Linked DNA regions of Mus musculus: regions 1, 3 and 4 are each linked to region 2. The links are chromatin contacts, called in public promoter capture Hi-C maps. All regions are on one chromosome and are shown on one strand. The core of a region is the stretch at or near the end of the contact, and the rest is flanking DNA. Distances in the headings are between cores, read along the strand shown. Region 1 holds the start of Npffr2 (neuropeptide FF receptor 2). Region 2 holds the start of Cxcl2 (chemokine (C-X-C motif) ligand 2). Region 3 holds the start of Ccdc158 (coiled-coil domain containing 158). Region 4 holds the start of Cxcl9 (chemokine (C-X-C motif) ligand 9).

What was found. Promoter capture Hi-C pulls out the DNA fragments that hold promoters and counts their contacts.
Region 1: a promoter capture Hi-C map of hippocampal neurons shows a contact between it and region 2, with 3 times the contacts expected there. The contact joins the promoter of Npffr2 here to the promoter of Cxcl2 in region 2.
Region 3: a promoter capture Hi-C map of pre-B cells shows a contact between it and region 2, with 7 times the contacts expected there. The contact joins the promoter of Ccdc158 here to the promoter of Cxcl2 in region 2. A contact is called at or near these places in 1 of 39 promoter capture datasets (pre-B cells) and 1 of 9 other capture datasets (liver).
Region 4: a contact with region 2 is called in a promoter capture Hi-C map of the C10 cell line, with 4 times the contacts expected there. The contact joins the promoter of Cxcl9 here to the promoter of Cxcl2 in region 2. A contact is called at or near these places in 2 of 39 promoter capture datasets (the 3T3-L1 cell line and the C10 cell line) and 1 of 9 other capture datasets (macrophages).

What each region holds. Positions count from the first base shown.
Region 1 is chr5:89,524,471-89,531,021 of GRCm38.p6, forward strand. Npffr2 (neuropeptide FF receptor 2) reads left to right here and starts at 2,959. Exons shown (of 4, transcript NM_133192.3): 1 at 2,959-3,066.
Region 2 is chr5:90,900,983-90,906,912 of GRCm38.p6, forward strand. Cxcl2 (chemokine (C-X-C motif) ligand 2) reads left to right here and starts at 2,917. Exons shown (of 4, transcript NM_009140.2): 1 at 2,917-3,041; 2 at 3,134-3,257; 3 at 3,375-3,458; 4 at 4,207-4,956. The coding sequence starts at 2,963. The coding sequence ends at 4,222.
Region 3 is chr5:92,671,112-92,677,692 of GRCm38.p6, forward strand. Ccdc158 (coiled-coil domain containing 158) reads right to left here and starts at 4,016. Exons shown (of 25, transcript NM_001360018.1): 1 at 3,947-4,016; 2 at 1,562-1,605.
Region 4 is chr5:92,325,809-92,331,657 of GRCm38.p6, forward strand. It overlaps Cxcl9 (chemokine (C-X-C motif) ligand 9), which reads right to left and starts at 2,271. Exons shown (of 4, transcript NM_008599.4): 1 at 2,155-2,271; 2 at 942-1,068. The coding sequence starts at 2,215.

The sequences.
Region 1 (6,551 bases), core at 1,709-4,208, 1.4 Mb before region 2:
CCTATCAGTAATATACTGTGTTGTCACAATGGAAGAGAAATCAAACAATGTGACATTTTCAGTTCCATTGTACTCAGATGGCTTATAGTCCCTTATTGATCAAAATGTCTTTATTAAATAGACATGGGCACCATTTCTAAACACTGGGCTTCCCCCCTGAAAGTGGAAGGTCCAGGCAGAACCAGAGAAGCTGTCAAAGACTGAGTTCCTCCTTGTCCTGCTTCTTTCTCTTCCATTGTTAGTGCCGGTTGTAGAGCCTACATTATGCTCTCATTTGGTGTCTTAGGTCTCACCATAATTAACCTAGCACTGAGCAGAGCAGATAGTAAGATCATGAAAGAGCTGCTGAATGAGCTTTGTGAGGGCTGCGAGCTGGTGTTTACATGTGCTGAATTTGGGGTGATGTTGAGCTAGACATTGGCCATGTCAAGAAAGAGACCCTTGTGCAGAGTAGATGTCCTTTACAGAGAGGTACGGTGGTGAGATCTGGGCATGCTTTCATATGCTTACTGGAGGCTACTGATACGATGAGAATGGTCAGAAAGTTAGTATAGAATTAGGAGAGAGAGAAGCAAGCCTGGCACCCCACCGGGCTGTAAAGGAGCTTTTGGATTACAAAAAGGTCATGAAGGAAACAGGAAAAAAAAAAAAGCCAAAGGATAGAAATGGAGTTTTCAGAGATTCAGAGTGAAAATCAAACTGGCTAAGAAAGCCTGACGTGAAAAATGCCCATTGCATTTATCAACAATCGAGCTAAGCGATCATCCCCACAGGATCGTTCCTTAGAGGGTCAAACTGTTGGCTGGAGCAGGTGAATATTCGACAAGGGAGTGAGGTAAGGAACCATGAACCACAGAATAGACTGCGCTTACTGAGGGACAAGGGGAGAGGCTAGAAGCAAAGCTGGAAGCCCTGGAGATGGGGAGGCAAAGTGGCTAAAGTGGCCAGTGGGGTGCATAGGATGGCACAGCCAGGGATGTTTCCATCACAGACCCGCCTGCTTCTCCGACATGCTCTATGGTTTCCAGTGGGGGTTCCTGGGGCACATCTTGTACTGCGTTGCTGTATAAAATACACAAGCTGACTCACTGCTGATCTGATTATTATGTATGGTGGACAGTTTTTACAGTTTGAAATGAAATTCCTGGAAGCTAAACATTGCTCACAGTCTTATCAAAACCTGGTTGTTGGTGCGGTTCACTTTGGGGGAGCTTCAGTTTTTGGCAGTACAGGGATTTGTGTGGAATGGCCCACCTTTTCTTCCAGTTTATCAGCTTTTATATCTCAGCATGCTCAGACTGACAAATCATCTCTCCCAGTTTCATTCCTTTTCGATGTTAACTCTCCAGAGACCTGCCTCCTCTCAGCTATCTATCTGCCTTTTAGTCCTGGTATAGCTGCCAGTTCCTCCAAAAGCTTTTAAATTCTCTCAGACCCTGATCTTGAACTTGTAAAGTCTTACTTATTTCTACCTGGACTCTCAATTTACTCACAATTGGGATGTAAACACACACACACACACACACACACACACACACAGAGAGAGAGAGAGAGAGAGAGAGAGAGAGAGAGAGAGAGAGAGAGAGAGAGAAAGAGAAACACACACACAGAAATACACACACACACACATACACAGAAATACACACAGGGCATGCAAAGAGAGAGCGATGGGGGGGCAAAGAGGGAGGGAGGAAGGGAGGACTGGAGAGAGAGAGAGAGAGAGAGAGAGAGAGAGAGAGAGAGAGAGAGAGAGAGAGAAGACTATTACTCCCCAACCAAGTATTCCTTTACTGGCAGCCTCTAGTGTGATTGAAACGCCACCCCCATGATCTTGCACAAAAGCCGTGGTGCTTTGTGGATGGAGAATTCCCTATGGCTTCTCATAGCTGTTAGTGTCTTACCCGGACCAGACTCGCATCCTTGATCCCCTTGATCCCCTTGATCGTACCCTTGCCACTCCTTGAAAGAGTCTTTAACTTTTTCATTCACCCTGTGAATCTCTGAATTAATACATCCTATTTTAAGCGTGACTTCTCTTAGTCATTTGCAACTTCGAAGAAATTGTGTTAGCGTCACCGCAGGGCTCTCCTTGTCCCTATTGGTGGCTATGAGAATCCACACTTCCAGAACCTCAGTGAGGTCTTTCAAGCTACGAGGACAAAGAGAGCAGTGGAGGTGAGGATTCATTTGTAATCTAAAATGGAATTCTCGCTGTTATGAGAACTTAACAAAAATCAACGAATGATTAATATGTACCACGACCATTCTGGCATACTTAAGGGTGGCTATCCGTTTAGTTCTTAAAGAACCTACTAAGATTATCACCAGTTGTCTTTTTGCAGCAAAAAGAAACAGACACCTAGAGGATTAAACAAGGCAAGCCTTCCCAGGAGGCAGTAATCAGAGCAGCTTCCCTTCTTTTGCAGCGCAGAGATTCTGAATTCACAAGCTACCCAGCCGCCCCTAAGCAGGCTGAGAGTAGCTGCGCTGTGACTAACCAGCAGCTGACCGACCAGTGCAGTTCTGAGAGTGCAGCAAGAGCGGAGAGTGCAGAGCCCGCCGGCGTCAGCCCCGCTGCAGAGGGAAGTGGCTAGCCAGTCGCACCTAGGTCACCTGGTAGAGCAGAGCCCGCGAACCAGACAGAACCTGTTGCTCAGGCTCCGCTTGGCTTCTGCTTTCAACAGGGTTGGGAATCTGTCCTTGCCCAGGAACAGGTGAGGGCACGGGGGAGACTGCCTGGGCTCTTGGCATGGGTGGGATTTCCCTTCTCAGGGTCACCACTAGTCTCCGTGACATGAATTCTCCGTTTTACTCTTGGCCTTTCCCTAGAGCCTTTTAGGCTCCTTGAGCTCTCTGGATACTATCCCAGGAGCTTTGGTCTGGTCCCAGGCCAAAGTTTATCCTGGGGGTTTCCCTGCGCTGCTCCGCCCCTCCCCCTGGGCGTCTGAGTTCTTCAGAGAGATGGGACCTGGCTAGGATGGCGAATGGCGGTTCTTTCTCATCCTCGAAGTTCCCCAACCTCTCTCCAGGTGAACACTGGCAAACTTGTTGAATCTCCTTAGGAAGGTAAGTGGATCTCCTTGGAGATGCTAACAAAAATGTCCTTCGCAGTTCCTTTGCTTCACCAAGATGATGCTTAGCAGTGGTCTTTCTGGACCAGGCTTGGTTTGTGTGGCTGGGTTCGCCAGGAAAACTATAATGTGCGCAGGACAACACACGGGGCTAAGTGAAGACATTGATGGGATTTCTTTTGTGTCAAATCAGCAAGCAGTGCAGTGCAGTCCTGGGACCTTGAGGGGTCTGGTAATGAAGTAGAGGAAAACACTCTCCTGTAATTAGAACCAAGGCACAAAAATACATTTACTTCTCATTTCTCTCCAGCCAGGATGGCGATATTTCAAACATTCATTTTAAACAATATTAAATATAACGTGAACAATGAAAGGGTTTCTTTTAAATCAAGATATTCAAATTTCTTTGAGCGGAGTATCTGAATTTTCTTTATAGCACATATCTAAGCCATTTGCAATTGATAAGGAGAAAGGATGAACAAATCAATGTGTGAAGAGCTGTGAAGGATATATTTTTGTTTCTTGCTTGAACCAATTGAAAATAAGTTGGGAAAAAGTAATAACATCATAAGTTACAGCTGAATCTGCAACATTTCCATAGAATGCTCAAAGATAAGATTTATCAATAGCACAATTGAGTGGCCACAGCGTGCAAACTTTAAGTTTTCCTCTTAAGAACTGTTGCAAGCCAGGCGTGATGGTGCACGCCTTTAATCCCAGCAGTCAGGAGGCAGAGGCAGGTAGATTTCTGAGTTCGAGGCCAGCCTGGTCTACAAAGTGAGTTCCAGGACAGCCAGGGCTATACAGAGAAACCCTGTCTCGAAAAAAAAAACCAAAAAAAAAAAAAAAAAAAAAAAAGAAAAGAAAAGAAAAGAAAAGAACTGTTGCAGATGCCTGATTTAATAAAATATCGCCATCACTGCACACTTCGTTATCTTGAAAGGCACGTGTTACTATTAAAACTTGGGTGTTATTAACCTGAAATGTGTAGAGTATACAGATTCAAATTCACCAGACACAAATTCACCCTAAGCCAGCAAGCAGTTTGTGCCTGGAGAACTTACTGCAGTGTGCTGCAGTTGTTATTGAACTTGGATTCTGGAGTGGGGTTGGGGAGGCAAGCTTGCAAATGCCTCTGCGTCGCAATAAGGATTTCCAGCTGCATTTCAGACACCGACTAAGAACTTAGTTTCTATAAGCCTCAGAAACCAGCAATTGTTTATTTTGTAGCATGCTTCTTTAATTGAGAGGTGGAATGGATTTTGGGTGAACACTGTCATGCATGTTTGAAAACATTGAATAGTATTAGCAGTCTTAGCAGATTATACCCTGGACAATTCCATGCTTAATATTAATTTGATGATAACAGCTGATTTATTTTCTTTTCTGTTTGTGTTTGCTTTTTAAACTCTAGCATTGTGGGATTAAAAATGGCTCTTGAGAGACTTTTTTTCTAGCTGCCCTGAAATTGAATATTAAGGACTCAAGAAACCCCTCAACCCTTGCCATGGGTTACAGGGGTCGCAGCAGATAGAGTTTCACATCCTTCCTGTGGCTTGTAGAGCCTGAAGCACACACTTCCAAGCCTAGAGACAAGCTCTCTCACTTCAGTCTCACACACGGCCCCTGCCCCGCCCCCTGCCCATTACTTTCTGCCTCAAGCAAGTAATTTGCTGTCTCTAGTGCTGTTTAAAACACACAAGGAGGTTAGACTCAGACCACTACAGTCCTTTTAGGCTTTAGAAGTCCTTGGTTTTCCCTGGGAGAAAGGCAGAGATTATAGAATAAGAGGGCTTCTCTGACCTCGCCTTGCCACTGAAGAGGCAATGCCCTCGGGGAGGTCCTAGAAGTCATTAGTTTCTTTATAGAATGGTCCGTTGGGAAGATCTAATAGGGTGATCTATCTGGCTGCAGCCTCTGGTACAAGTCAGATGCATTGTGATCTTCTCCAGAGAGCCAATCTCTGACAAATCAGAGGAGATCTCAGCCTCTGGCAAAATGGAGAGGTGTTCCTCCAGGGACTGGGGGCTCTTGACCAGGACAGCCACTACCATAGAGTGTACACTGGGTCCCAGAAAAGAGCAAGCCAGAGCCTCTTTGTGTTGAGTGTGTATTTATTAACACTTTGCCCAGGAGTTCCTCCCCCACCTTCCACACATAAAAAAGCCACCGTGGCTCTGGAAAGCACAAATATTAAATGTATTTCACTGATACACAAAACTGAGAAAACATATCTTTTTGTTTGTTTGTTTGTTTGTCTTTTGGTTTTTTGAGACAGGGTTTCTCTGTATAGCCCTGGCTGTCCTAGAACTCACTCTGTAGACCAGGCTGGCCTCGAACTCAGAAATCCACCTGCTTCTGCCTCTGCCTCCTGAGTGCTGGGATTAAAGGCGTGCGCCACCACGCCTGGCTGGAGAAAACATATCTTAAGTCAGTTTCTCATATCAAGTTCAGCTTCTTTCCCTCTAAGCAAACCAGATAGGATCAATAATAGCCATCAGGAATAACCACAGTCCAAACCACATAAACCCACAATTGAAATTGTGCCAACGGTCTTAAAAAAACAACAACAACAAAAAACAACAACAAAAAAGTTTCCTTTAAGTAACTGTTGCCACATAAAATTTTAATTTCTAAATATTATGAAGGCATGCCCTCGTTTATTTTCTCCTTGGGCTACAGAAGGGGCACCTACTTTTGTGTCTGGGCTGTCCCCCTCCCCCCAATTTCTGGATCAAAGCACTTTCCATTTGAATGAAGGCTCCTTCCTTCTATCCCTCACTCTAATTGCTCTGTTTTTAGATCTCCAGAGGACTAACCAAGCAGACCCATGCTGTTTCCAGCTGTTAGAAATCTCTCCAGGGTCAGAAAACACTAACAATTGCCCAAAGTCAAATGAAGTAGTACTAGCCAACCTTAGGGAAGAACTCCCTGTCCGTGATCCCATTTCACCTTCGTGATTTTAGAGATTGGAAAGAAACGCAGTTCTTCTTAATTTATTGGATGAAGGTTTCAAAGATTGCTCAAAGTAAACACATTTCCTGGCATAGGCACCAGGATTAATGAAGTCATGATCTCCTCCAGCCACATTTAAATTCTACACTGCAGAGTTTACAGCAGTTTCGGGTTTATAATTCAAGTACCGATTTCTGTATGTGTCTGGCGGGCAATTCCATGTTCTTGTTAACCAAAGAGTCCTTTGTGCAGTCTTTGCTCACACTCGGCTCACACTAGGATAGAGTGGGCCAGAAGTTGGGATTGAGCTTATGTCTGCCCATGATCTTCCAACAGTGAAAAAATAGCAGTCCCAGTTCATACTGAGTGTCTGGTAGTGATATTTCCTGGGAAGTCTTGGGTATGGATTGGGCACACACAACAGACCCCCAACAGACTAAAGCAATTATCCAGTTCAATCATCATAACTAGGTTTTGTTGATTGTAGAAAGTCCTCTGCCAGGTGAGTATGCCCTAAACAAGTAG
Region 2 (5,930 bases), core at 1,667-4,166:
TGAAAGAGGGCTGGCAGACATCTTGATTCCTGGTAGCAAGTAGGAAAAACAGCATCCACCACCAGACCATCCCTGCAGCGTCATCTACGCTCAGGATGAGCACAGCTCTGGACTTAAAAGATCTCGCATGTGTAAAACATCAAAGGATGATAAGTGAATGTTTCGTGGTGGTTCCATTCCTTTCAAATTGATAGTATGACTTTAAAGTTTGGGCATAGAATTTGTCATTTTATTCATACCAAATGTAATTGGCTGGAGCTGGTACTTAACACTTCCAGAAAAAATTGAATTATTTTAGTATAATGTTATTTCTCTTTAAAGCTTCAAAAACAGCAAGTCAAAGGTTGTTAGGGACTGGCTATGAAGATGGATATTGTGTTAGAAGGAAAAAAAATGCTAGTATTCCATTTTGTAAGCAACTGTTGCTTTACTCTGTCTTTACTGGTATATATTTAGTAATTACTTTTTGAAACATTGTATGCTTCAGAGACTGCTGTAGGAACCCGGTACTTTATTCTATTCTCTCTGAGTATTTCCTTATGTCAACATATCAGATTGCACCTGGAAATCCCTACAGCAGATAGTTTCTGTTTTCTACTATCATAAAGATACTAATGGGCTGACCAGCATCCTGATAATACTGAAGGCAAATATTTCAGTTAAAAACCTGATAAAGTGGTCACATTAAATCCACAGAAGTCTGTGAGCCTTATCTAGGCAGTTAAAACCCATGAATAAAATGTCCATGAATAAAATGCCTCTTAGAAGCTCCAATTTCCACCGGCTTCAGTTCTGAAGAGGATGTATATTAATTTGGGAGGGCGGGGGGGGGGGGGAGGACAAAGCATACATATGTGTTAAATACACCACGTTCATTCTACAAATGTAAAGTCTTACTGGGAGTACAACACCCAGATGTTCTGCCACTTCACCGATTTTAAACATTAGGAAAGCCAAAGTTGAGCCATGAGATACAAACATTAAATAAATAAATAAATAAATAAATAAAACCCCACAATTCTCCTAAACCTAAGAATCACTTATCTCAGGAAACATCTAATTCTTTATAAATTTTACTAGTAATTGAGATGAGTATGTTCATTCAGATTTTGTAGTTTTAGTTGATAAACCAATTAAATTAGGTAAGAGACTCATCTAAATTCTTTTTTCCCCCTGAGACAGAGTTTCGTTATACAGCCCCCATCGCCTGGAGCTCACAGAGATCTGGGCGCCTCTATCTGCCGAGGGCTAGGGTTAAATGTGTTTGCCATCAATCCCTGCTCCAAATTATCTCCTAAGGGGTGGGGGTGGGGGGCAAAAACGAATAGGAAATTGTTTTGCTTTTCAAGAATTATTTGTGTTTGTGTGTGTGAGTGTGTGGCTTTAACTCTTAGGTGAGTCTTGTTTTAGTAATATGGAGGCAAAAACAAATTTTGTTTTTGTGTTTTTTTTTTTTTACCTTAGCATTTATACAGTGAGTTTTTAGAAACATTAACATTTATTCATCTGAACATTTTGAGACAGTTATTTGGGTGCATTTCAAAGATAAGAAGCTAGCACATTGGTCACAGGTGGGTGTCTATGTCCCAGTATCTAGTGGCACAGCATTTCCTCTCTGGCAGCTTTGAATATCCTCCTGCCTCTCACACGCTTCTCTGTAAAACGACCACATGGCTCTCAGAGAGCTGCACTCAGACCCACAACTATCTACAACTTGTGTTCTAGATGACCAAGAAATAAAACCCAGGGTGAGAAAAATGAGCTAGTGAAAGACAAAGGCTAGAACTGAGGGCTACAATAGTTTGTCACAATCAGTGAAAGCTCAATATGATCCTCTAGTGGAGAAATCAAATCACTGGGACAAGAATGGATGTATACAGTGTGTGTGTGGGGGGGGCTAGATTTGCCTCGATAACAAAGGGAGAGAGAGAGAGAGAGAGAGAGAGAGAGAGAGAGAGAGAGAGAGAGAGAGAGAGAGAGAGAGATTGAAATCTGGCATCTAAATATTTCACAGATACAGGTACACGTTTGTTGTGAAGCGGACATGTGAAGGGCGCTACCTCCTCTAGGTGTCAGCACTGACTGGCGAGTAGACTGTCCCCAGGAGAGCCCTTGCCTCCTGCAGCTGGAGACCGCCGAGAGACCACCAAGTCTCTGTTTCTTGAATTCATGAAAATCTCTTACAGCTGATGTGGTGCTCACCAGCACACTGGAAGAGCCTCGGAAGTTCCAGAATTTCACAGAGGAAGTTATATGAGATTACAACACTTTGTCCTAGGTTAAACATGAATTAAGCTTTTGACACATCTCCCCCCCCCCCCCCCACGGCCCCAAGTCGGGTAGAAGGATATGACACAAAATGTGATTTACTCGTGCTCAGTACACCGCAGGAACAATGCACTCTTGTGTACAGCCTGAGATGACTAAATTTCAACGGTGTACTTACGCAGACGTAAATAAATCTTCATCTAGTACTATCTATGAGTATGTAACTAATAGAGAAGCAATCCCCCATCCCCCGCGCGTTCACGCTTGAACACACACACACCTTAATTTCTTCAGTCCTAATGACTAAAGTTCCCCAAACTGTTAGGTCTCCACTGATGACATAGCTCAGTAACCACTGTCCTCTAGCAGGTGGTCACTTCAGCGCAGACATCACTTCCTTCCTTTTGAGGATTTGGGGAAGGACATCCCAGGGTCCCATAGTGGAAGGGCAGGGCAGTAGAATGAGGCAGGCAGCTCACGCGCGCGTGTCCCCAACCCACTCAGCTTAGGGGCGGGGCTCTGTGCTTCCTGATGAGGGGACCCTGAGCTCAGGGAATTTCCCTGGTCCCCGGGCTTTTCCAGACATCGTGCATAAAAGGAGCTCTCGGGACCTCAGAGCCCCAGACTGCGCCTCAGTGCCTCCAACAAGCTTCCTCGGGCACTCCAGACTCCAGCCACACTTCAGCCTAGCGCCATGGCCCCTCCCACCTGCCGGCTCCTCAGTGCTGCACTGGTCCTGCTGCTGCTGCTGGCCACCAACCACCAGGCTACAGGTGGGATTCGGATTCGAGGCTGATGTTTCTGGGGAAGCCTCAGGTGGGCGCAGCCATCCCCAGCCCTTCTGACCCAGTGTCTTCTCCTACAGGGGCTGTTGTGGCCAGTGAACTGCGCTGTCAATGCCTGAAGACCCTGCCAAGGGTTGACTTCAAGAACATCCAGAGCTTGAGTGTGACGCCCCCAGGACCCCACTGCGCCCAGACAGAAGTCATGTGAGTGTCTCCCTGGATAGCCTCTGCCATGGCCAGAGTTGCCCAGACCCTCCTGCCGCCCCATGCTCACCCTAAAGAAACCTCGTGCCTTATAATGATCCCCACATCTCTCTGCAGAGCCACTCTCAAGGGCGGTCAAAAAGTTTGCCTTGACCCTGAAGCCCCCCTGGTTCAGAAAATCATCCAAAAGATACTGAACAAGTGAGTCGCGATTTGTGCTTACACCTGACTGGCACCCGATTTCTGAAAATTATAGCAGGGAAAATCAAGGTTAACTTCAGTTCAGGAACCTGAATTATTATTTTCATTGTTAACTTTGTCCTGTGAGCATCAGTTTGAATTGATAGAAGGGTACGACTAGCTCCTTTCATCTACACACGTAAAAGTCCTTCCTTAATGGATGGTCGCTGTGTGTCCCTAAGAATTAAGTAGATAGAACCAACTAGCGCTGGTGTAAAGCCTGTTATCTATTAAGATTCAATACTTTACCCCTGCCCTTTCCATGTCTGTGGGCTGTAAAGTCTAACTCTTGGTTTTGGTCAAGGTGAGCCTCTAAGGCTTCCCGATGAAGAAGAGCTGGGGTTTCCAGTGAGAGGCTTGAAATTCAGGTGTAGGCTCTCGCTCTTATCCTGACTGAGTTCAGTGAAAAAGCAATAGGTATTGTTCTTGTTTACAACGTACGCGAAGTCATGCCTTGACATTTTTACTCTTAACATCATTTGGAAAGGTTCAAGCTGGTACAATTGTAACGCCAGCTCTACTATTCTAGTTTCAAAGCGCCCAGAGTGTTTATTGCTGGAAAGTCCAGCAATAGGTAGCAGGTCCCTTGTGGAGGCTAGAGATGGTTTCGTTTGGAGAGTAAACCAAGGTCCAGGATGAAGTCAAAAGAAGGGGGCTCTGCAACCCGCCTTTAAGATACCCACTAACAGCAACCATTTTCTCATCACAGAGGCAAGGCTAACTGACCTGGAAAGGAGGAGCCTGGGCTGCTGTCCCTCAACGGAAGAACCAAAGAGAAAGAAAAAAACAAACAGCACCCGGGAAGCCTGGATCGTACCTGATGTGCCTCGCTGTCTGAGAGTTCACTTATTTATTTATCTATGTATTTATTTATTTATTAATTCCATTGCCCAGATGTTGTTATGTTTATTTTGATATTTAAAGATATGCATTCGCTAATTCACTGTAATATCTTAAAAGGTCATTTTAATATGTTAAAGTTTATTTTAATAATGTTTAATGTGTTCAATTAAAGTTATTTAACTTATATAGTTGGAAGGTGATAAATTTTTAAACCTATTTATTCATTAGTTTCTGGGGAGAGGGTGAGTTGGGAACTAGCTACATCCCACCCACACAGTGAAAGAGACTGGGGATAAGGGGTGGGGGTGGGGACAAATAGATGCAGTCGGATGGCTTTCATGGAAGGAGTGTGCATGTTCACATCATTTTTTTGTAAGCACCGAGGAGAGTAGAACAGCTGTTATTTAGGTTTCAGTGTTTGTAAACTGTATGTACAACATTTTTGATGCTGGATTTCAATGTAATGTTGTGAGTAACCCTTGGACATTTTATGTCTTCCTCGTAAGGCACAGTGCCTTGCTTAGCAATTGTTTTGTCATGCCTTTTCGTGTCTTGAAGTGGACACATTTATTTATTCATGTATTTTTACAAATAACAAAAAATAAAAACGTCTGTTAAAAAAAAAATCCCGTGCTTAAGTTTGTTTTATATATCTCAATATTTTATTCTTCCATCGTATTGAAGGTGTCAGGAATGCTTAAGAAACCATGTTTCCTGCAGCAACAGCTACTAGCTGGAGTCTCCCTTGTTTTTGTCAAGAAGGCACACTTGATGCCTTTCAAAGTCTCTGCAGGATTTTTCTGTCAGAGAATCCCTCTCTAACATATTCTTTCCCCCAAGGAACAGCTTGAGGTTCATTGCTAATCTGAGGAATTTTTAAAAAGTGTTTTTAAAGCTTTCATTTAAATTATTTTTCCTAAACTTTTTATTTATTTGTGTGTGTGTGTGTGTGTGTGTGTGTGTGTGTGTGTGTTTATAAACAGGTCTTGCTTTCCCTCCTACTGAGGTTGATTCGGAACTGCAGTAATGTGGCAGGGTCCTTCTTCAGAAGTCAATCTGTGCAATGAAATTAAAGCTTAGAAAACATGAGAGACGGAGCACTTTGTCAGTGTAAGGGACCACCATGAGGAGTTTCTCCTAACTTCCAGGGAGAGTTGGTTTAATTTCCCGAAATGCAGTGCTTTTCTAATGTCACCAAGTTTGAATGCTCTCTGAGCATGTCAGTTTTAATGTAAGCTTCCCAGACAGGCAGGTACACACGGAAACTCCAGAGCAGAGGTAAAGATTGACATGAGGCAGGGAGAGCTACGCTGTGGGAATACCCTCCAGACCTGAGCAGGAAGAGAGAGAGAGAGAGAGAGAGAGAGAGAGAGAGAGAGAGGTGACTCAGTGGGACCCGTCCTGGCTGATATGCTGAGGTATACCATGAAGGTCAGTGGTTGCCTGATGGTCTGGTACAACTCCTAATGGCCCCATACTGTTTCAAACACCCGTACTGTTCTTTTACCACCCCCTCATTGTTTTGAGTGTATTTCCCTGAACTTCCCTAGTTAGAAAATCCACTCCATCCCCCCCCCTTTCCCCCTGTCA
Region 3 (6,581 bases), core at 2,766-5,265, 1.8 Mb after region 2:
TATTTTTGTGGTACTGGGGAGCATGGTACACATAAGAGAAGCTCTCTGTCACTGTCACTGAGCTACATTCCCAGACCTACAAGGATCTACTTCAGATCTGACTGAAATACAGAGGTGAGGTCTTAGCTTGTTCTGGGATTGCCCAAGGTCTATTACTAACACTTCTGCCTCATTTAAAATTGTACATATGTTCACACTGGAAAGAGCCTTAAAACTGGCAAAGGCAGTCATGGTTGGAATGCTGCAGAAGGAACCCTACATACTAAGGCCTTTTGAAGATCATCTGTAGGTTTTAGTACAGCCTAGCTGAAGGGCTCAGAGACATCCTCTGAGTACTTACTCCTCCTCCTCCTTGAACTCCTTTCCTAGAATAAACAGTCTCCATCTCCACTTCTTTCCTTAGGACTCTTGTTAAGGTGGACTCTTGTTAAGGTGGACCCAACTACACTAGAACATCTCTAGGGCAAGATGATTTACAGTTAAGTCCAAGTTTGGTTGGCTATGTTACTTAAAAGGAGGTCTGTTCAGGTTCCCAGATTTATCAACTAGTGATTCACACTTACAATGATGGACCATTCTATCTTCCATAGAAATTTAAGACTGGGGATTTCACAGGGTTGGTGTACACTCCCCTAAAAGCAGACTAAAGGTATAAGGAGAGTAACAGTGAACAGCACTTACTGCCAGTGTTTATTAATTACCAACTGCTTAGTAACATCACACTGATGTGCATTTGATTTCAGTTCCACTCTTTTTCCCTAGAAGCTGTCATCAAGGAAGCACTACCTCTGTAATCTTGACAACAACATTGGACATCTCTAAGATTATGATATGGAGGTGGTATGCATACTTCACAAGAGCAAAGGTTAACTGGAAAAACTCATGCATAAGCCCTCCTATACAGGATCTGCCTCAAAATATGTGCATACAGCACTACCTAGTAGGTTAGTAATAACATGAATTAGAATGAATGTTTATAATTTGGGCTGTGTACAGCAACTTACTGCTCCATAATAAATGATTGTATCTTTCTATTTATTCAAAAAGAAGATACAACATTTATATAAATCCACGAACACACAAAAAAGTAGAATTGACCTGGTTTAACTAAATATAAACACAGGGCTACTGTAATATAATACAGAAGTTGGCTGTTTAGGTCAAATGTCATCAGTACATCCCAGACGGCAGAAAGCTAACGCTGCAGAGCACATAACCCAGATCGAGAAAGCTTCATACTGTTGAATACGATTAGAGCACAGGTACAACTTCTAGCTCTGAGCTTCAGTTTCCATCTACACCCAATGAGATGACCTCTGAGCTTTTCAAACCTTTTCTAACCAGCCAAAGCTAGGAACTGTTCTGGCCCTAGCTACCAAAACCTCTCTCGGGTCCATGAGATTCATCCGTGAAAACAGAGCCCCACGAAACCCAGTCTGAAAGCCACAGATACAGAGCTCTTGTTGCTTTTATAGTTAGATATTCCAGGTTAGCTACTCATCAAGTTCAATGATTCACATTTTCAAAACTATTAACCGATAATTAGTAAAATAAGAGATACCTTAATTTCTGGATATTCTTATTTTCAGTTTCTTCTATTAACACCTGAAAAATGAAATTTGCTTATTAATCTACTTCACTGACTAAAATTTACTGCTCCCCAAAAGTTGAATTTATAAATTTTTAACATTTAAGGTTTGGAAATACTTGTATATAACAAGTTTATTTCTTTATTATTTGTGTGTGTTTGTGACAGCAGAGACATGTGTGTACCATGGCCTGTGTGTTGAAGTCAGAGGACAACTTTTTGGATGGAGTCAGTTCTCTCCTTTCATGTGAGTAGTGGGCTTTCTGCCACCCAAGTCCCAAGTGTACACATCATGGGCTTCTCTGCAGTGTTCAAGCTGAGGACTTGCTGCAATGACAATGGCTACTGGATGCCTTTGCCTGGGCAAAGCATTTGACCAGTACATCTCTAAAATTTCCAACATCCCATGATTTCCTACAGAAAATTCACAAAAGACACTTTTTATGGCTAACTCTAGTTACAGGCAAATGCAAAGGAGGATGGATCTGTTTAAGTTGTCCTGGATAAATTTTAATGCATTTCATTGTACTTATCATCTCTACATATGTCCTAGATTTAGCCACATTAGTCTCTGCCTTTGTAGTCTTATCTTCTTCCCCACCTCCTTCTGCTTCTCTATGATCCGAGAGTTTACATTGAGGACAAACATAATTTAAGATGATCCCTCCCTTCCAAGATGTTGGCATTGAGGCTAGAGATGATTCCATAGTTAAGAGCACGCATTGCTCTTGCAGAGGATCTGGGTTTGGTTCCCAGCACCCACATGATAGTATATATACCACCATCAGTAACTACAGTTCCAGGAAATCTGATGCCCTTTTCTGACCTCTGTGAGCAACAAACACTAACATGGCATACATACATACATACATGCAGGCAAAACACTCATACACAAAAATAAATCCAAAATTTAAAAACAAATTCTTGATTTAAGTCACATATGCAAAACCTTTCTCAAAGACACTTCCAGGCTCCAGAGATTAAGAGCTAACTTTTTAGGTGGCCAGTATTTGGCTTGTAAGGCCATACAGTTAACCCCATGCCCTCTGGGGATAGGTGGTTTCGAAAAAGGCCCTTTTAAATGGATGCTATAGGTTTGTTTGTTTTTGTATTTTAAGTCAGGGTCTCTCTACATAGCCCTGGCTGGCCTGGAGCTCTCTATGGAGACCTCACAGAGATCTGCCTGCCTCTGCCTCCTGAGTGCTAGAATTCAAGGTGTGCACCACCACACCAGCTTTAGATTCTAGAGTTTTAAAGTGGATCACTCTAATACAGAAGAACAGAGTCACCCCCGAAACTAAAACAGCAAGCAAAGGCCTTGTAGATACATCAAATAAATCTTTAACAACTACATTTAGAGGGTAAACAGCCTCTAAATGTAGTTCACACTCAACTAAAATGAATAGATAACTGTATTAAAATTTAAAATATGGGACTGGAATGATGGCTAGGCCTTAGAGCACTTGCTGCCAGTGTCCAGGTCCCAGCACCTGCATGGCTGCTCAAAACCTTCTGTAAGTCCAGTTCCAGGGAATCCCACAACCCCTTCTAGCCACCACAGGCATCAGGCACCCACATGGTGCCCTTACACACAGGCAGGCAAAATACTAAATTAACATAAAATAAAAATACATCTTTAAAAAAATGAAAAACGTGGCACAGAGGTTGGCATTTCAGATCTCTGCCTCAACTTTCCCACTCCCATAGACCATAGGTATACACACATTAGCAGCCCTGTCTAACTCACCCTCTGGGAAGATTCAACACTCTGGACCTTTTTTTCTTATGTAGTTATCAGCCAAAACACACCGAGGAACAGCCCACACCACTTACTTGTTTTCTGCATTCCCGTGACCTTAAAGCCAACCTGACATTTAACAGGAGCAATGCCTAGGACCGCTCAATTGGGGACTTCTGCAAGTGTTGTGGGAAAGGAGGCTGTTGCTGAGGTGGAAAGTCTAGGACCTGAAGTGGATTATCAAGAGGCTACAGTCACACAGTCTCATGTGGGACGAAATACTGGTGACAGCCCGAGACTCCACTGTCTGTCCCCACAGTTTCCCATCTCTTCCAGAGATTCCCAGGAGCCAGGCCGGAACAAAAGTGAGCAGGGAGCAGTCCTGTTGGACTCAAAGAATTCTGCAAGTGACTCTGCAGTCACGAAGACCCAGGTTTCCCGCCACTGCCCCTGGAGAACAGGGACAGTGTACAAAGTGGAAAACAGCTGTACAAAGTGATTGGGCTGCTTCCACGTGTGACCATAAGGCCATGGAAAGTTCCAGAAGGAACAGGAGTCGATCCAGGTCCTCAAGGAGAACGACCCTTCCCTGTACCCCGAGGCGCACTCCGTCCGCATACCTGCTAACAACACCTAGCCCTAAGAGACCGGCCGCATGTCCGCGGGGGCCGCGGCCGCACCTGCGAGACCCTGTCGGCTCTCACTGCACCCGAGACCGCGACCCCGCGCAGCTACCTTACCACGGCACCCGACCGGCCACCTCGAGGCCTCGAGCTCCCTGCTTCTGCGGAGCGCAAGCCCGGTCTGACGGTTGGCGGCGAGGAACTTAGGGAGAAAGGGGGCGGGGTGTGAGGGAAGGGCGGGGCGTAAGGAGGGCGGGGCGTGAGAGAAGCCGGAAGGCTGAGGTACGAGAAAAGGCGGGGCGTGAGGAGGAGGGCTGGACCGGAGAGGGGAGAGGGGAGAGGGGAGGCTGAGGCAGAAGAAGAGGGGCGGGGCCTGAGAGAGCGCTGCCCGTGAGGGGGCGGGGCAGGCAGCCTGTAAGACCACGCCCCCGGACTGCTACGTGCTCCCCGCTCCCCTACCCCGTCGCCAAGGCAACCAGGGAGGCCCAACAAGCCACATTTCTTCGCTTACTACTGCCCTGCAACCCGGCTCCTTATCTAGCCTCACTCTCCTGTCGTCCTCACAAAGACCCCACAAAGATCCTCCCAGCTACCAAATGGCACAGATCCTCTCTGTTACCAGCGCTCAGAGAGAGGGGCAGGCTGACATCCTTATTCACATGTGCAGTCTACTCCCCCTAACCCACCCCACCCCTGCCTGTTCAAGCTAACAGAATAACTTGCATTTTGCAGCTCGCCTGTGCTTAGCCTGTGCTTTTAAGTTGCACTTCCGTCCGGACTGTTTTTTCAGGTTCAGAGTTCTTCGGATAACTGACCTTTCTGCCTTCGGAGAGCTGTTTCCTCTTCTGTGCTTCGGTTACTCTGTCGTTATAACGACTATACACTCAGACTCCAGCGTGCTGTTCAAATTAGCATCCCAAAGAAAGAGTTCCAAAGAGGCGGAAGATGAGAGATACAACCTGTAGCGTTTGTTATTGTTTTGAAGACAGAGACTCCCTACGTAGCCTAGGGTGGCCACAAACTTGGAATCCTTCTGCCTCTTAGACTATGCTCTTACAGAAGTGTATAGATCAACTTTTGCTTTGTGATGTTGGATTCTGTTAACTATCAAGGTTAAGTAGTACAACACATATACAGTGTATAAATTGACTATAAATATCAAACACTTTTATGTAATGCAGTTACAAATTGTAACCTTTTATGAAGTACCATTGAAGACTTTTGTCATACCGCTTACTGCCTTGGAAACAACTAGGACTATAGCGTCAAGTACATAAACAGGAAATTATAATCACTAAGCAGGACGATAAATGGCTAGCCTCTGTGACTAGACTGAAAACAAGTTCCAATTAGTTTCCTTTAAACCTTTTCATTTCTATCAAAACATAAGTGTGTTCTTTTGGCATAAAACATTTTAATTACCTAACACGTGACTCTTATTGCTGTCTCATTTTGTGTGTGTTTGTACCCTGAATAAAGTTTTTTCTTCTCTTGATCGGGCTATGTGACTTAGGAAGCCTCAGCCTAAATGTGGGTCCTAGCCCAGTTAGGAGGGGTGGAAGGGAAACCTTCCAAAGGTGAGTTTGTGGTTGTCCCTACCATCCTTTGTTACCATCAGAACCCAGTTTCTTTAGCCTTCCCATGTGGACTGAAGACCAGGGGCTCCCCACACCTCCTGTACCAGCCTAGGATTGCTAAGGCACCCAGCCTTATACACTAACTAGGTCCTGGGTTTTCAGCCTCTTCAGAGGGATACAGACCTTACTGTGAAAGGTGAAGTAGTAAAGCCTAAATATGCATTCACTCTGTTCCTCTAGAGAGCATTAACTATAGTAGGGGTGCAAGTGGAGCTCAGAGGTCAGTGTGGGGTATCTTCCTCGGAGAGAGCTTTCCCTCTGCCTTTTTACATAGGTTCTGGGACCAAACACAGGGAGTCAAGCTTGCTAGGTGAGTCCCTTTCCCAGCTGAGCCATACTGCGGGTTCCACCTTAGTTCCTGAGATAGGGTCTCTTACTGAGCCTGGAGCTCACAGTTGGCTAGACTGACCCACCAGCAAGACCCAGAGAGCCTCCTGTCTCTGTCTCCCCAAGCTTTTGAATATGTGGGTGCTGAGGACCCAAACTCCAGTCTTCATACTTGCAGGGCAAGAACTGTATAAAAACAACACCTCCTTGCCTTATAGAACAAAGAGCTTAAAGAGGAAGGAAGGGGTCCAGGATTCCTTAAGCAGCCATTCATTATTGCACAGACGTTGATAGGCACCAGGCTTAAGTGATGAGTGATGAATAATATATCATCTTGGTTTTTTGTTTCTTTGTTTTAAAATTTTTAAATGTGTTGTGTGTGGGTGTCATATATATATATATATAGTGTGTGTGTGTGTATGTCTTTGCACCAAGGAGGTGTTGTATTCCCTGGGACTGGAGTCACAGGCAGTTGTGATTCCAATCACATTTCATTACAAGAACAGCCAGTGCTCTTAAACCACTGAGTCATCTCTCCAGCCATGCTACTGAGCATTTTTCCCCTGTTGTTCTAGGAATCATACTCCAATCATAAATGCTATGCAAATGCTGCAAAATACACACCTACATATGGTATGTATGTGTATATATATGTATATATATGGTTG
Region 4 (5,849 bases), core at 1,021-3,520, 1.4 Mb after region 2:
ACAAATTATGGCTTATCAATATGATGTAAAACAGCTTAGCCATCAAAAGTCATTATTAGGCCAGGGAGTTGATGTGACTGCTAAGCATACTTGCCTCATAAGCCCAGAGAGCTGAGTCAACCCCAGAACCCCAAATTAGGACAGAAGAGAAAACCGACTCCACCAAGTTGTTCTGATTGCTGTATGCATGCTGTGGGATGTGTTCTTGAACATACAAAGTATGGGTTAAAATTTATTTTATTTTTAACTTCTTTGTGTCTCTGCATGTGTATGTGTACTAGTGTGCAGCTGACCACAGAATCCAGAAGAAGGGATAGGATCTCTGGGGTGGAGTTACAGATGGTTGTGAGTTGTACACTGTGGGTAATAGAAACCAAACTCGGGTCCTCTTAACCTCTCAGCCATCTCTCTGCAACCCCTCAAAAAAATTTTAAATGCCGCTTTTAGGATTCAGGGTTAGGGTTAAGTAGAGAGAGAGTACATGCATAGCCTGTGCAAAATCCTAGGTTCAACCCTAGCACCCCCAGACAACTGACAAGTATGGCATTTTTAGAGAAAATTAATTGTCATGAGAAACTGTCGTTGTTATTCTGTTAAGGAAAAAACAAATTACAAATGGCAACTTCTCCTCCCCTGTAGGGAAGATGTCCAGGTTCCTACACTCTCAGATGGTACCTACGTACCTATATGCCTTACTTAAGATAAAGTCTAATGTGTAAACTAAACAGACTAAGGTATTAACCGCACATTTTATTATTTAAAGATATGTCATCTTCCATTTTCAGTTTCCAGAAGAAATTTCTTATTTTGAAGAGGAAGAAAGAAAAGGAGTAGACAGATTTATGGGGGGGCCTCCTGCCTACATGAACAAGTAAGCAAGCTGAGGGTGAGAATCCCACTAAGTCCAGTGTAGGATGCATGCGTTGGGAGCATTTACTTACATGATTTCAGTTTTGTTGCAATTGGGGCTTGGGGCAAACTGTTTGAGGTCTTTGAGGGATTTGTAGTGGATCGTGCCTCGGCTGGTGCTGATGCAGGAGCATCGTGCATTCCTTATCACTAGGGTTCCTAGGCGGAAGATAATGCACATTACTTAGAATGACATCCTTTCGAATGAGGCTTGTCTCAGTCACTATTGCTGCGACTGAGTGTCTGTGACTGCTTTTCAAGGTAGGTGGTATTTCCATTCTGTATACCAGGAAGCCAAGGTTAAGGGCAAAGTCATTTAGCAAAAGGGAGCAGGGGAAGAACTTCATTTTAGGTCATTTAGAGTTCTTAACAACATCACTTCACAACCTTGGAAGAAGAGAAAACCTCCATCATACTTAAATCCCTACTGTTAGACACACATATATGCAACCTGTCAGTACTACGGGGACCGGTTTCTTAAGCAGTTCCTCAATCTACTTCTTGCTACTGGGGTCATGGAGTTGATGTAGGTGTGGACAGAAAGCTCTACTTACAACAATTGATTACCATTTCAATCCTATTCCCTCTCATCCTCACTGCTCTGAAAAGTCTCTTTAAACCTATGTCTCCATCCCTTATTGCTTACCCAGGTCAGTGTCTATTTACACAGGTTTTGCCAACACACAGTAACTATGGCACACCTACTTTACACACGTGGAAAACGCTCTCTAGGAAGGTTTTTTTTTTTTGTCCGAAGTAAGCAAAGTCATGAATAAGGAGGTCAAAGGCAATCTCTCTGACTTCTGAATTCTCAGTTGGTTAACCACAGACATTCTTATCAGTGCACAGCATCGGTTGAGGAAAGTGATGCAGGAGACAACTTAGAAAAGGATCTCTTATGTCACTCTCTGTTGCCAGGGCTGCGGATGAAATATTTCACAGGATAAATTCGAAGTAAAGCACCCAGAATCCCCTTTACATCTGAGAAATGTTTTTTCATTATTAAAACATTTAAATATGCTTTGAACCCTCATTGGGAACTCACAATACCTACGCCAAGAAGGCATATTTAACTTGGCAGGTATAGATTACGACCTTTGGATAACTGCTCACAGCATCTAACTGCTTTGATGACCAAACAGTATTACTTTTTATTGCATGCAAGACATTCAGCTTTATCTGCTGGCCTGAGAAGGCTTTTACGGTGATTCAGTCCTCAGAACTTACTAACGTAAAACTCCTCACCTCGAACTCCACACTGCTCCAGGAAGATGATGCCCAAGAGGAAAAGAACAGCGGACTTCATGGCAGAGCTGAGTTCTATTGAGTCACTGTGTTGGAGTGAAGTCCGAGAATGTCTTTAGAGAGCATGTTCTTGGGGATCATATTTATTTAGGAAATCCCTTTTCCTTCCCGTCTCTGATTGGCTGGTCTCCTCAGCTGACCTAGAAGAACTAAACTAACCACAAATTGATCGTCCTGGGGAAAACCCTACTCTCAGATCCCAGGGAATTTCTGCATGTTCTACTTCCATTTCACATAAACGGGGAGTTTATAGTAAGGGATGTGAAACCACCCCCAGGCAAAGTTGCTACCTGGATGTGGAATAGATTATACAATGACTATATTAATGTTGTACAATGAAGGTTGGAGATGTACTTCCCACGTGGGACATGACACTATATGGCGACTCAAACTGCCTTTCCTCACAAGTCAAAGCTTCTTAATTTGTTGAGGGTAAATCCATTTCGTCTCACCGTGGCTACAGTTTCCTATCATTGTAATTGCTAGATTAGTTGCATAAGCTACTGCTGTCCCGTTCCCTGCTACCTTTTCCAGATGTTTCACGAGATGTCTGTGTCACTCACGGTAGGACTGTGAAGTGAGAAAGCACATGTTCACGAGCATTTTCTAAGGACTTTAAAGAAGCTACGGATAGAAAGTGGCATTCAACAGCAAAGATTTTTTTTTTTAAAATAGAGTAGTTGTGAAAGATGCTCTGGTTGGTCCAAATTCTTGTAGCTGTTGGAATTAAAACAAGTTAGCATGACAGCAAGAGAAGTGATATCAAGCTTCCTCAGAGAATGCCCAATTTGCCTTCTGGGACAGGATGCAAACTGGAGGAAAGATCCACGTACACAAAACAACAGGATGGAGGAACAAAGCCAACAACCACCCTTTCAAAACAGGATCTGAGAAAAAGGAGCAAATAAAAACAAAAGTGAATGTACGTATTGGTGCTATATATATATATATATATATATATATATATATATATATATAGTCCTTTGATATGTCACGACTAGATAATAGTACCTTAGTAGGACATAATGAAAGTATTGCAACGGGGCTGGCCAAATGCTGGATAAGACTGGCAAAATATTAAATAAGACAAAGTATTAAAAAAAATTCTTTTGCTCTACTTCACACAGTCATTAATTAAGGTAGGACTGGCAAAAATTACTAGAATTCTTTGGCTTTATTTCACAAAATCATTGAGTGCACTCATTAATAGAAGGGAAAGTTAATAGCTAAGATATGGTATTGTTCTGTAATTGGCTACACATGTCTAGACTTTGACCATCTCCACGCAGACTTTCTATTCTTTCTTATCTCCTCTAGAGACGGCTGGACCAGAGTTTCAGCGAAACAGCTCACACATCTTCCTTTTAAATGTGTCTGGAAAAAATGTACAACTATGATGTAAATTACGTTTTCGCTCCTCTCTGTTCTGTCTAGCTTTCTTCCCATTTATTCTTCCTCTCCGAGAACCAGCTGGTTTGATGGAGTTGTAGGCAGTTCTCGAGAGTCTTCAGTTAGCAGGCAGTGCTACAACCCAAGGTGTACCTTAATCTTGGGAAAATAAAAACTAAAACTATTTCCCAAGTCAAGGTAAAAGACATCTAAACAATCTTTACCAACTTTTTCATTATGTATTCTCCTTCCCTATGGAAAACCATATGGAACCTAACTAAAGTTTGAAATAAATAAACCAAAATCAGAAGGAAAATCATATGGAACCTAACTAAAACACAAAAGTGAATTTCTCCCTAAAGAGAGAAATGGAATATTCATAATATATAATATATTGTTGTAATAGATATACTATATACTCTATATTATTATAATATGTGCTAAGAAATAGACTTTTTAGGGTGAGGTTGAACCTTAATTGGGCATTAATCATTGTAATACAGATTTTTTTAAAAGATAAGGTCAAGGTCTCACTATGTATAGCAGGCTGACTTTGAGCAGGTCATTCTCCTGCCTTGGCCTTATGAATATTGGAATTGTAGATCTGCATCCTGTGCCCCACTGTCGTTGTTTTGTTTTGTTTTTATGTATGTGAGTACACTGTAGCTGTACAGATGGTTGTGAACCTTCATGTAGTTGCTGGGAATTGAATTTTTAGGACCTCTGCTTGCTCTGGTCAACCCTGCTTGTTCCGGTGGTTGGCCCTGCTCCCTCAGTCCCTGCTGGCTCCTTATTATTATATATAAGTTCAGACGCACCAAAAATGGGCGTCAGATCTCATTACGGGTGGTTGTGAGCCACCATGTGGTTGCTGGGGTTTGAACTCATGACCTTCTGAAAGGCAGTCAGTCTTACCCACTGAGCCATCTCCCCAGCCCCCACCCCACTAATGTTTAAGAGGTTTTCATTGTTTTTGTTGTTGTTGTTGCTTTTTAGCCTTCCAAGACTGATGGCTTTCCTTGGAGCATAATCTCCCCACATCCTTAAGGAATGTATGTTTTAGAATAAAGAGATACCTTCTATTTGCCTTTTATGTTATACAATACATATAGTTTCTATATAGATTAATAACAGATAAGTAAAATATTAGAGAAATCATTTTGAAAAACAAGACCTCTGGTGACTTTTGTAAGTTTATTCACCACTTTAGTCCTGGTAATGACTGTGACCGAGGCTAGGCTTGACCTGGGTTAGGTACCAGTTTTGCCAGCCTTGGATCTCTCACTCAAGACTCTAACTCCCAGTTTCACAAGTGGTTGTTAAAGATTAATAGCAAGAACATACTGCCAGTGGGTAGTGGTCAAACAGAGGCTTGGAACTAGCCAAAGGGTGGCGAATTACTGACGGCAGAGTGTTCTGATCCTCACCAGTACCCCTATGTCGCCTCTATCCCCAAGTTCAGGGAACATCCCAGAGGAGGGGCTAGAAGGAGCCAGAACTTGGGGAAGAGTACTGATATAGTTTTCTGGACTAGATGGCCCATTGCACTGCAACCGTTTTACCTGCTCAGAGCATCGGTCATCATTTCATCATACCTAGGGGAGGGGCTCCCGAGGCTTCACCCTTAATTAAATGTTTATGTGGCAAAAAAGAAAACAAGAGTTCCGAGTAGGAGGGGGATTTCTGGGAAGAAGACTGGTTCCAGCAGGAGTGAGGGATGAGAGAGGGTAATGGATAGTGGAACTTGCCTAAAATTCAGGATGTGCATGTGTGAAATCGTCCAAATGTCCATAAAATGAGCATACGCCCTGATGCAAGTAACACCGAGCCAGTCAGTGGCTCTTCTATCCAGCAGAGCTGATGGAGACTTCTTAAAGTGAAGGCTCAGCGTGGGCTGTTACTTTCTCAGCCGCTTGCATCATTCTTTCTTCCCATTTTCTGATTCACCTCTCGTGTCTCTTTCGTGCCTGTAATGTGACCACCCTGCATGCTTACGCTGTAGCGTTATAATTTTACTCTCTTCAGCATCCCAGCTTTAGGAAAGCCCTCCCTTTGTCCTCTCTGCTGTCGGTGCTCACGACACCTCAAGGCTCATCTTCATAGATCGGATATAGTAAACAATGTTAGCTTGTCTGGGATACTCTATTCTCTCCTTCTATTTAGAGGACGGTTTATAAAGACCCATGTTTGAACATGATGAAACCTAAGACCTATCCTGGAAGAATGTTCTTGAAGCCTGGTACAGT